Linked DNA regions of Zea mays: region 2 is linked to region 1. Evidence: chromatin contacts called from public Hi-C data. All regions are on one chromosome and are shown on one strand. Each heading gives the region's core, a stretch centred on a gene start, on an enhancer-like site or on the middle of the called end of the contact. The rest is flanking DNA. Distances are from core to core; before and after follow the strand shown.

Region 1 (4,806 bases), core at 879-3,378:
GTCAAGTCCGCTTTACGCCATACGGGCCGGATTACCATGCACTTTTCACCATACTCATCACTATTTCAACCACTACGGCTCAGACGTCTCGTCCATAAGATGGGTTCATGTACGCATCTGAGGCCCCGACCGTAGCCTTGACTCTCTACTTGGTCAAGATACGGATACAGGAACCAGACATCCACCTCCTGATCAAAGACAACAACCAAGACAAGAACCATTCTAGTGGCCATACTGCTACAGGGGCTCGGGATCACCCCCTCTCAACAACTATGATAAACCTTGTTCTCTTGTGTTCCCCCTTGAGGCTATAAAAGGAGTCTGGGCCTCCATACGACAACACTTCATCGTTTGCCCTCCATGATCGATATTGGCACTAGCATCAATCACTCGTTGAGACTTGGGATCCACTCCCTCTCTCGACCAGCTTGTATCCCCTACTACAAGCATCTAGGTGCAAGATAATATAAGTATCATCCCCTCGCTGAAAGTAGGGCCTTCTATTGCGTGAACCAGGATAAATTTTGTGTCTTCTTGCATCACCCATCTGGACCAGGACACGTAGCACAAATTCACTGGTTGGTTAGGACCCTCGGGTCAAAACACCGACATTATTTGTGGGCCTAGACCGACATGACACAATGTGTGGGCCATGCCTGGGCCTCAAGTCAAGCCCATGGGCCGGTCTGGCACGACCCATTTAGCTTAGACCCATTGAAGGCCACTAAACATAGAGCCCGTATATAAAAAGGAAACCCACTAAACATAGAGTCTGTATATGAAAATGTTTTTAATGATACACCCACGACTATAAAACAACTCCATTTTATTTGTAACTCTGTTTATGTATTACTATTGTATGGATATGTATTGATGTTGCATATATATGGGCCAATCTAGCACACTAAAATATCATAGGATATTTAAGCCGGCTCGACACCGGCCCGACACACTTGACTATTTATGGGTCGATGGCTCGACCCACAATTATGACCATGCTTGCATTATGGGATATTTGAACCCGTCACATATAATTATTTATGGGCCGTGGGCTCAGTCTATATGCGGGCACAACCCGACCTACAATTAAGGCCGTGCTTTAGTGGACATGGGACCGTCTCAATTGTACATGTATAGTCGACAACCAGGGCGAGGCCGCCGTGAGCGGAGGCGGAGAGTGAACAGGGTGCTGGGAGGAATAGTGGGGAGGAAGCCGGAGGGGAAATTCATGGAAACCTGCAACACATATATAAACCTGCACATCCTATCAAGAAATTATTGTGGCCAAGCATGCCATACATACATCTCACTAGTTGTCAGCAAAAAAAAAAAAAAGATTGCTGCTTGTCCAATAGTCTATGGCACTTTGGCATCGATTCCCAAATGATAAGAAAATGCCCTTGTTTTAGTCAGAATAAATATCAAAGCTACAACTTAAGATGCTCACGCAATAGATATTCTGCAGATATTGTCAGTGCACAAGGGAAGCAGCATCTTCCAAACAAGAGACACTACGATATACTCCATAGACCTGCTTTTCTGTTACCAATCAACATCAGGCCTGGCCAAACCTATCTATCTATCCACCAAGACCCATGTTTTCTGCTTGCTTCTCTGCCTCCCACCCAATTATTCACTATAAAAGAGACAAAAAAAAGATAAAAGAGAATCATTTTCAACCGAACGAGAACAACAAATGTTTTCCCTGCAACACGAAGCCAAGTCCCAGATCATTCAAATATTAGACACTACAAAACAAATAAAAACACTACACCATGTATGTTTTTCTTGCTATTCATATTTGAGCATACACACACACAAAAAAAACTATAATATTTGACCTATAGCATAACTTGACGTTTCTCTTAATGGAGAAGAGAAGAGAAGAAACCTAACTGGGAACTAACCTTACAATCAAAAAGTAAAATACTAGCCGTCAAAATCAGCTGAACTACTGCTAGCAGTAGTAAAAGAGATGAGACATGTGACGCCTAACAAATTTGAATGAAGAAAGGGAACAAGGCAATTCTTCAAAAGAGAATCGGATGCTTGATTACCTAGTAGAAAAATAGATGTCACGTTGGGCCTATAAAAGAAGGTGGCACCAAAACATCCCAGCTGCATACCGACCTTCCTTGCATTTTCTCAATACCTTGAACAACTAAGCAAGTCCAATGTCTCATGCCCAGCCCCTTCGTTTACAGGCCCAGTGGAAACACGTCGATATTCAGGATAACCAAGCCAATGCTATGAAGGAACCAGGAACCAGTGGTGGGTATGGCTCCCCAATGAAAGATGACAAGAACAAGGATGTGGATACAATAGCTTCGAACTTCATCAAGCTTAAGCACAGGGCTTGGGCACTCCAGAAGAGCACAACCATGTACCAACCTTCCACTTAAAGGTGTTGCTAGTTCAATAAGTCAATACTATATACTTATGCTTGTCTCTATATAGTCTATAGGTCCTAGTTCAAATAACAGATGCTGCTTGCAGCCTTGGATATTTGTGGAGTGAACGCATTGTTGATAGCATATGGATAAGAAAGTAATGTAATCATCTGGAGATGTGTAATTATGTGGCAATATTATTTGCAACAATGCTGCATGGAGTACTTTCATGTATGATACTGAGGCTTTGCAATTGATTTGCTTCTATTTGGAAATTATAGTAAAGCGTCGAGCATACATATTCTTATAATTATTAGCCAACTCCACGATCAGATAAGAAAAAAAACTGTGGTGTCAAACAGAAATACAGCATTGACAAGAAAGCTGTAGGAGCTTATAGTTGAAGAGTCCTGACATGCTCATACGAGTACCCCAATAAACCAAGGTATCACTGAAGCACACAGCATCTCCCAAGGCTATGGACTGGACATGTGGGACTGTAGCTCCATAGCACATTTGTTTAGTAAAAATTGTCATGTTAAAATGCAACAGACATTACACCAGATCAAATGATTGTGGCATGTAGTAATATTAAGTAATACTGCTGGTGGTTGAAATCATATATAAGCTTATTTGTCCAAGCATTTGTATTTCAGAGCTCCTGAAATTAATAATCGCCAGTAATAACAAACATGGTGTTCAAACTCTGAGCAAGCGCTTTGATTCATCTTAGTCATTTTTGAAGGAAAATCCAACTGTATAACGATCTAGCAAGCAGAAGCAATGATTACAACAACAAAAAAAAGTCTCAAGGACGTGCCAGTTGGCACCTTCCTCTTAAGCTAATAAGTTATAAGGGAATATGCCAGCAGGTCATGGGCTGGAAGTGGCATATACTAAAATTCGACTTAGTTGAACCATATGTCTTTAAAAGACCCAATACCAAGGCTACTTAAAAACAGAAAGCTAGCTAGCAAGCAAAGGTAAGGGTTCACCATAGCCTCACCAATCATTGCTTGGTTGAACCCAATCAAGAGGCAGAGGCACTCTCAATTTTTATTGATTCAAACAGTTTGGCGACGTGGGGGTGCTTGCGGATGTAAATAGGGCATTTGTACAGTAAATCTTGAGCTTCAGAATATCTTCCCTCCGCAAAGAACAACTTGAGAACATGCAGGTAGGCAGCAGGTGCTGGAGAAGTTTTCACTGTCAATGCCTTGAAAAAGTTCCTTGCATCTTCAACTGTCCCATACTTGGCAATGTAAGGAGGAAACGGGTCCGCAAAAGGTGGGAACTTGCAGGTTTTCATTGTCTTGAGAAGGGCCAGGGCCTCCTCAAGTTTGTTTACCCTCAGCAAGTCACCAATTAAATGCTGGCAAGTGCCTTGCCAAGGCCTCAACTCAGCCTTATCCACCATCTCAACAAACAAAGAGTAAGCCTCTTCAACCTTTTCATGGCTACACAGACCTTTCAATATCACATCGAGCACATCGCCATCCGCGTCCAAGCCCTTCTCAATCATCTCGGTGAAGTACTGCACAGCTCTGTCCACATCCCCAGCTACACAGTGCCCTTGGATCAACAGGGTCCAAGTCTTCAAATCTGGGACACACCCTTCAGCCTCCATTTCATCGAGCACCTTGCGAGCATTCTCCAGCTTGTCGGCCTTGCAAAGACCATACACCAACTGGCTATATGTAATATTGTCCGGCTGGTGGCCTTGGTCCCTCATAGTTTGCACAATCTCTGCAGCCTCATCGAACAACCCATTACTTGTAAGCGCCCTATGGACCCCATCAAGCAACTCCTTGGTCTTGACACCCCAGACGGCCTCAAACTTGTTGACAACCCGGTTGACAAGCTCAAGGTCCGGCGACGGCCCCAGCGAGATGCGCCTGATGATGATGGGTCCATCCTGCTGGCCTGGCTTGAAAGGGCCATCCATCATTAGCTCATACAGCTCCACAGCCTCCCGGACCATGTGACGCTTCTGGAAGTTCCTGGACAGCTTGAGGTAAGTGTCGATATCCACGTACATCCCGGCACCCTTCATTTCCCGGATCAACTCCCAAAATTCGGGCACCGACTCCTCCCTACCTAGCACCCTTGCCATGGCATTGTAGCTCACGGAGCTGTGCGTGTAACCCTGCTGCCGCCCAGCCCATCTGAAGAAGGCGAGAGCCTTGATCGGATGCTCCCTCAGCTCCCGGAGCACCGTGATGACAGCGGTTTCCGTGAGCGGAAGGAGACCGATGTCAGCGAGCCTGCTATCAAGTCCCGCGGCGTCGTGGTCCCGGACGGCCTCCGCGGCGGCGGCGGCGGCGGACTTGTCCCCCTTCCGGAACTTATCGTAGTGCGCGGTGAGAGAGGCGTAGTCGGCGGTGAGGCTGGCCTTCTTGAAGGAGGCGAGGGCAGC
Region 2 (4,806 bases), core at 1,115-3,614, 270 kb before region 1:
CTCGTATGCGCAGGAGGCCAGCGCCGCAAGGGACATCATCGCTTCTGCTTCTGGTGGAACGCCGGGGCTGCGTAAGGATGCCACGAGACGGTCGGAGTGGCCGAACCTTGTCTTGAGCTCGGCGACGGCGGTGGCATCGGGCATGAAGTCCGCGGTCGGTGTGGCCCCGTAAAGCGCGTCTCTCCTGACGTAGAAGCCGGAGCCGGAGAGGGGAGGGCCCCGGACGCCGTCCAGGCCGAACCATCGGGTCTGATACGGACGGACGGACGATCGGCGGCGGGGTTAACGACAAGCAATAAGCAAATTAAGATGCATGGTAGGTAGCTAGCTAGTATATATATACCCCGAAGATGTATCTGAGCTCGTTGGCGTAGATGTCCTTGTGGCTGAGGTTGTGGAACAGCTGCGGGAACTGCACGAAGGCGAGGCTGTCCGGCGGCGGCCTGCGGTCGAGGAGGAAGCACATGGCGTCCAGGGCGGAGGCGCGGCTGTTGCAGGCCATGTCACAGTCGAGGACCAGCACGTAGGGCGCGTTGCTCACCACGCCCGACACTCGCAGCTGCATGCATGCATGATCCATTATTATTATTGTTGTTGTTGTTGTTCCAGTCCAGACCAGATTACTACAAAATCTGTGCCTATAATGTACCAGGGCGTTGAGAGCGCCGGCCTTGAAGTGGTGAGGCCACGCTCTCCGCTTCTCGCGGGCTACGTACACCAGCGCCGGAATCTCCTCAACGCCGTCGCCGTCTTCGATGATCTGCCACGGATCGGATGCTCTTATGGTGCGTCGGTATTTAATAAGAAAGAAGCTGAGAAACTTTATTTCTATTTTCTAGATATTTGATTTACTTACAAAACACATAATAAAATAACTCTATTCTTAAAAACTAGAATAAAGTCTTTTCGGTCTAATTGAGTCTTCAACCAATCTCACTCTTAATTTTCCTCGGTCATTAGAAGGGAGTGAGTAACAAGTTTTACCTCCACGTAAGCATCGTGATTCTGACGTTTGTCTTTTGACCAGCTCCCAGAAATAGTCTCGTCATTCTTAGCCGCCTCTATATCCGCTTTCAACTTCTCGTATAGTTTCTGAAAAATAAATAAATAAATCAGCAGGCCACACAAAACCAGCCCTAATCCAGTTACCTGTCCACGTCAGGCCACTACCCCACCCTCGTGTTTTTTTTCTATTTTCGTTACCATGCATGCAATGCATGAGGACGAAAATGGTTGTTCCACTTCCACGTGACACTGATTACGGCACTTTGGAGTTTGGACTTTGGAGTGTGTTGGAGACTCCATCCCGATGTGCCACTTTGACGTCATCACACACGTCACGCCCAGAGGGACCGGAAAAGAAAAAAAATAGTCTAATCAAAAGCAAAACACTAGAGACAGACAGACAGACATGTACCCTGACTCTTGCCCTCTCCTCCGCGAGCTCCTCCCGCCGCCGATCGCCGTCAGCGTCGTCGTCGTCGCCGGCGAAGTACCTGTCCGGCCAGGGGCACTGCACGGAGTGCCTCCTGCAGAAGGGCACCCAGGCCCTGGCAGCGAAGGCGTAGGCCTTACGGGCGGCGAGCAGCGTGAGCGGCGACCCGGCGTCGTCCGACAGGTACACGCTCAGCTTGCCGCCGGGGTAGTCCAGCGCCATCGCCGACACCACCGTGTTCACCACCCCGAGAGGCGGCTCCTTGTCCGGGTCGGCCGTCACCACCAGCACGTCCACGCGCGGGAGCGCGCCGCGGGGCACCGCCGCCAGCAGCCGGCCCGGGAACGCGGCGCGCGTCACGGGACGCCACAGCCCCGACTGCGACAGCGCCCACACGAACAGCAGCGTCAGGTCGGCCAGCGCCATGGCCACGTGCTGCACCTGCAGGGACCGGGACGCGGGCGACGCGCTGCTGGTTCCAGCAGAGAGCAGCGCCAGGGCGCGCTGGCCGATGACCGTGGCGACCAGCGCGACGTGGACGGCGGCCATGGCGCGGTTGCCCGCCACGAGGCGCCTGTTCACGTACACCGCGCTCAGCGCTGGCGGTGCCGCTTGCGAAGAAGAAGAATCCGGTGTCGTCGCCTTCTCGGCGCCATCCTCCATGACTGATGCTAGCTAGCTAGCTAGCTAGTGGACGCTATGCTAGGCTACGCTGTGGCAGAGTGTCTCTACTAAAAGAGAGCTGGCCGGCCGAGACTGGGACTGGGCATCACCCTACGGCCCTACGGCCTTCAGCTCAATCCGCGTGAATTAAGATGAATTAGAGTATAACTTAAACTAATTTATACTCTGATTTACTTTAACACACGTGGATAATAATTTTTAATCCTAATTAATTCATAATTAGCAAATGCTTACTGTAGCATCATATTAGCGAATCATGGACTAATTAGATTTAATAAATTTGTCTTGTGATTTAGTTTATATATATAATTAGTTTTATGATTAAATTATATTTACTTGTTGGGTATCATAATTAAGAGTAACCAGATTATATCCCTAATCATACCAGAACACTCGAGTACCAGGGAATCACAGAGTAAACGCGCTGCCAGACCTCCAAGATCATGTAGGACCAAATCACGATTCACCCAAGGCTTCGCTTGCCGGCCGCACAACTACGCTTCGTTCGAGCCCATCCTCGGGTGAACGCTACGCCTGCATGGGTCTGCGACTCACCAGGGGCACCCTTGGATGGAAAATGCATATCTGCCTCGCTGAGGGCATCTCGGGCGAGGGTCCAGCCACGAGCCCGTCCTCGACGAAAATTCTCAGAACCTCAGGACGTGCGCATTTAATGCACAATGTACGAACACTGACCCCATCGAAGACAACGAAGTCAACAAAGGACTATGCGACCGCGTTCAAATCTACTTTCACCACCCACAACGACGTGAGGGCGCGAATACCAGACACTATTCCCCCACTTCGGTTACTGTTTTCAACAACACCGAGTCACTACCGGAATCAATAGCTTTGCCGAGTGCCTGAAGCACTCGGCGAAGCATTAAAAACACTCGGCAAAGAAGGCTCGGCAAACAGTACATCGACAAAGCCTTCTTTGTCGAGTGCTTTTTGTCGGGCACTCGGCAAAGATGTTTGCCGAGTGCCAGGGAGCACTCGGCAAAGAAAAGCGGCCGTTACGGCGCTGGGTGATGGAGACGGCGGCTTTGCCGAGTGTCAACGTTGACACTCGGCAACGAAGATATCTTTGCCGAGTGTCTTTCTGGCAGCACTCGGCAAAGCCGTCTTCTTTGCCGAGTGCCAGTTGGGACACTCGGCAAAGAGCCCGCCAGAGAGGGTCCCCATGTCAGGCTCTTTGCCGAGTGTTTTGTGCGGCACTCGGCAAAGCCGACCTCTTTGCCGAGTGCCAGCGACATAACACTCGGCAAAGAACCTAAGCCGGTGCCCAGGTCTGTGCTCTTTGCCGAGTGTAACACTCGGCAAAGTGACCAGTATATACCTTTTTTATTTGTTTTTTGTATTCCATCCACACAAACAGAAGATATCACATACATATCACATATATACATCACAGATATCATCACAGACATAAATAGCCAACACAAACATAAATATCCATCACAAACATAAGTGTTCAACACACGTATTAAACACAAACATAAGTCTCAAACGTCGCAAGCTCTCACATAAGTATCAAACACAGACATAAGTATTATACATAAGTTTTGAAGTCTACAACAATGAAAACACCACTCATGGAGGTGGGCGGTTTGACCTGGGCTGCGTTGGGCTGAACCCTTCCGGAGGGTTGTTGGATGCCGCCCCAGATTGGCCCTGCACAGAGAAGAGATTACATGTGTTATACCAGATGCATTACAAACATGTAACTACAATTTTGATACTCACAGGAGTGTGGAAGAGAGTAGGGTCAACTGGGGGAACAATGGAGGTGACGGAGCGATGCCCTGTGCGGCGCCAAGGCTCTGCATGTACTGGAACATCTCCGCCATCCTCTGATCAGCCGCCGCCCGCTCCGCCATTATCCTCGCCTCCATCTCTTGACGTTCCCTGCTCTCTTCTTCTAGTTGGGTCTGTAATATTACAAGCCAACGTTATAGTAACTCAAAGAGAAGGTATATAACTCAAGAAAGGACGAGTTACATAAGCACTAACCTCGAGTTGCTGTATGCGATGCTGTGAGCTGTCGTGCCGAGGTCGTATGGCTGGACTCGAACCCGTGCTCCTTGCTCTCACCTGAGACAGAGTGGGAGTGGAGGACGAGTCGATTGCCCCGTCAACAATCCAGTACCGCCCATGTCTCTTGCCTCCTCCGACCCTCATCAGCACATCAGGGTCGATCGGCTCGGTGCTCGGATCATAGTCTGGGCCATGGACCTCCTACGCCATGGCGGTGTAGTCATGGAGGCGGCTGTAGACGGCGGGGTTGGTGTAGGCCTCGGGCCCGTCATCCGGGTTGTAGATGACGTCGGACGTCGCCTTACCCTTATGGGCCATAGCATAGGCCGAGAAGGTGGAACAAGGCCTGCCACCATGTGACGCCGACTGCAACAAAAACCAACGAGATAGTTAGAAATAATATCTAACTTAGTGTTATATATCTAAATAAAAAAGGTGGCGTACCCATGCTTCGGCATATTGGCCCAGGCTCCGGCTGCCTTGGTGGTGGGACGGGCCTTGCATCATCAAACGCCGTTCCCGGCTAGCTGTGTGTGCCTCGTCCCACTCAGCCGAACACCACCTATCCACCATCTGCTCCCAGCACAGAGGATGTGCGGTGCACCAATGTGGAATCACCTGCAAATTAAACACATAAAGTGCATATCAGA

Evidence for each region. A called contact is a pair of places that touch in the nucleus more often than the background predicts.
Region 2: a contact with region 1 is called in a Hi-C map of leaf, with 8 times the contacts expected there. The contact joins the promoter of LOC103650687 here to the promoter of LOC118476706 in region 1. A contact is called at or near these places in 2 of 25 Hi-C or Micro-C datasets (ear and leaf).

What each region holds. Positions count from the first base shown.
Region 1 is chr3:146,829,703-146,834,508 of Zm-B73-REFERENCE-NAM-5.0, reverse strand. It overlaps LOC118476706, which reads left to right and starts at 2,128. Exons shown (of 1, transcript XM_035966327.1): 1 at 2,128-2,665. The coding sequence starts at 2,175. The coding sequence ends at 2,402. LOC100303930 reads right to left here. Exons shown (of 2, transcript NM_001368189.1): 1 at 3,397-4,806; 2 at 1,347-1,636. The coding sequence ends at 3,421.
Region 2 is chr3:147,099,904-147,104,709 of Zm-B73-REFERENCE-NAM-5.0, reverse strand. It overlaps LOC103650687 (cellulose synthase-like protein G2), which reads right to left and starts at 2,364. Exons shown (of 5, transcript XM_020550344.3): 1 at 1,418-2,364; 2 at 985-1,092; 3 at 650-760; 4 at 344-559; 5 at 1-249. The coding sequence starts at 2,098.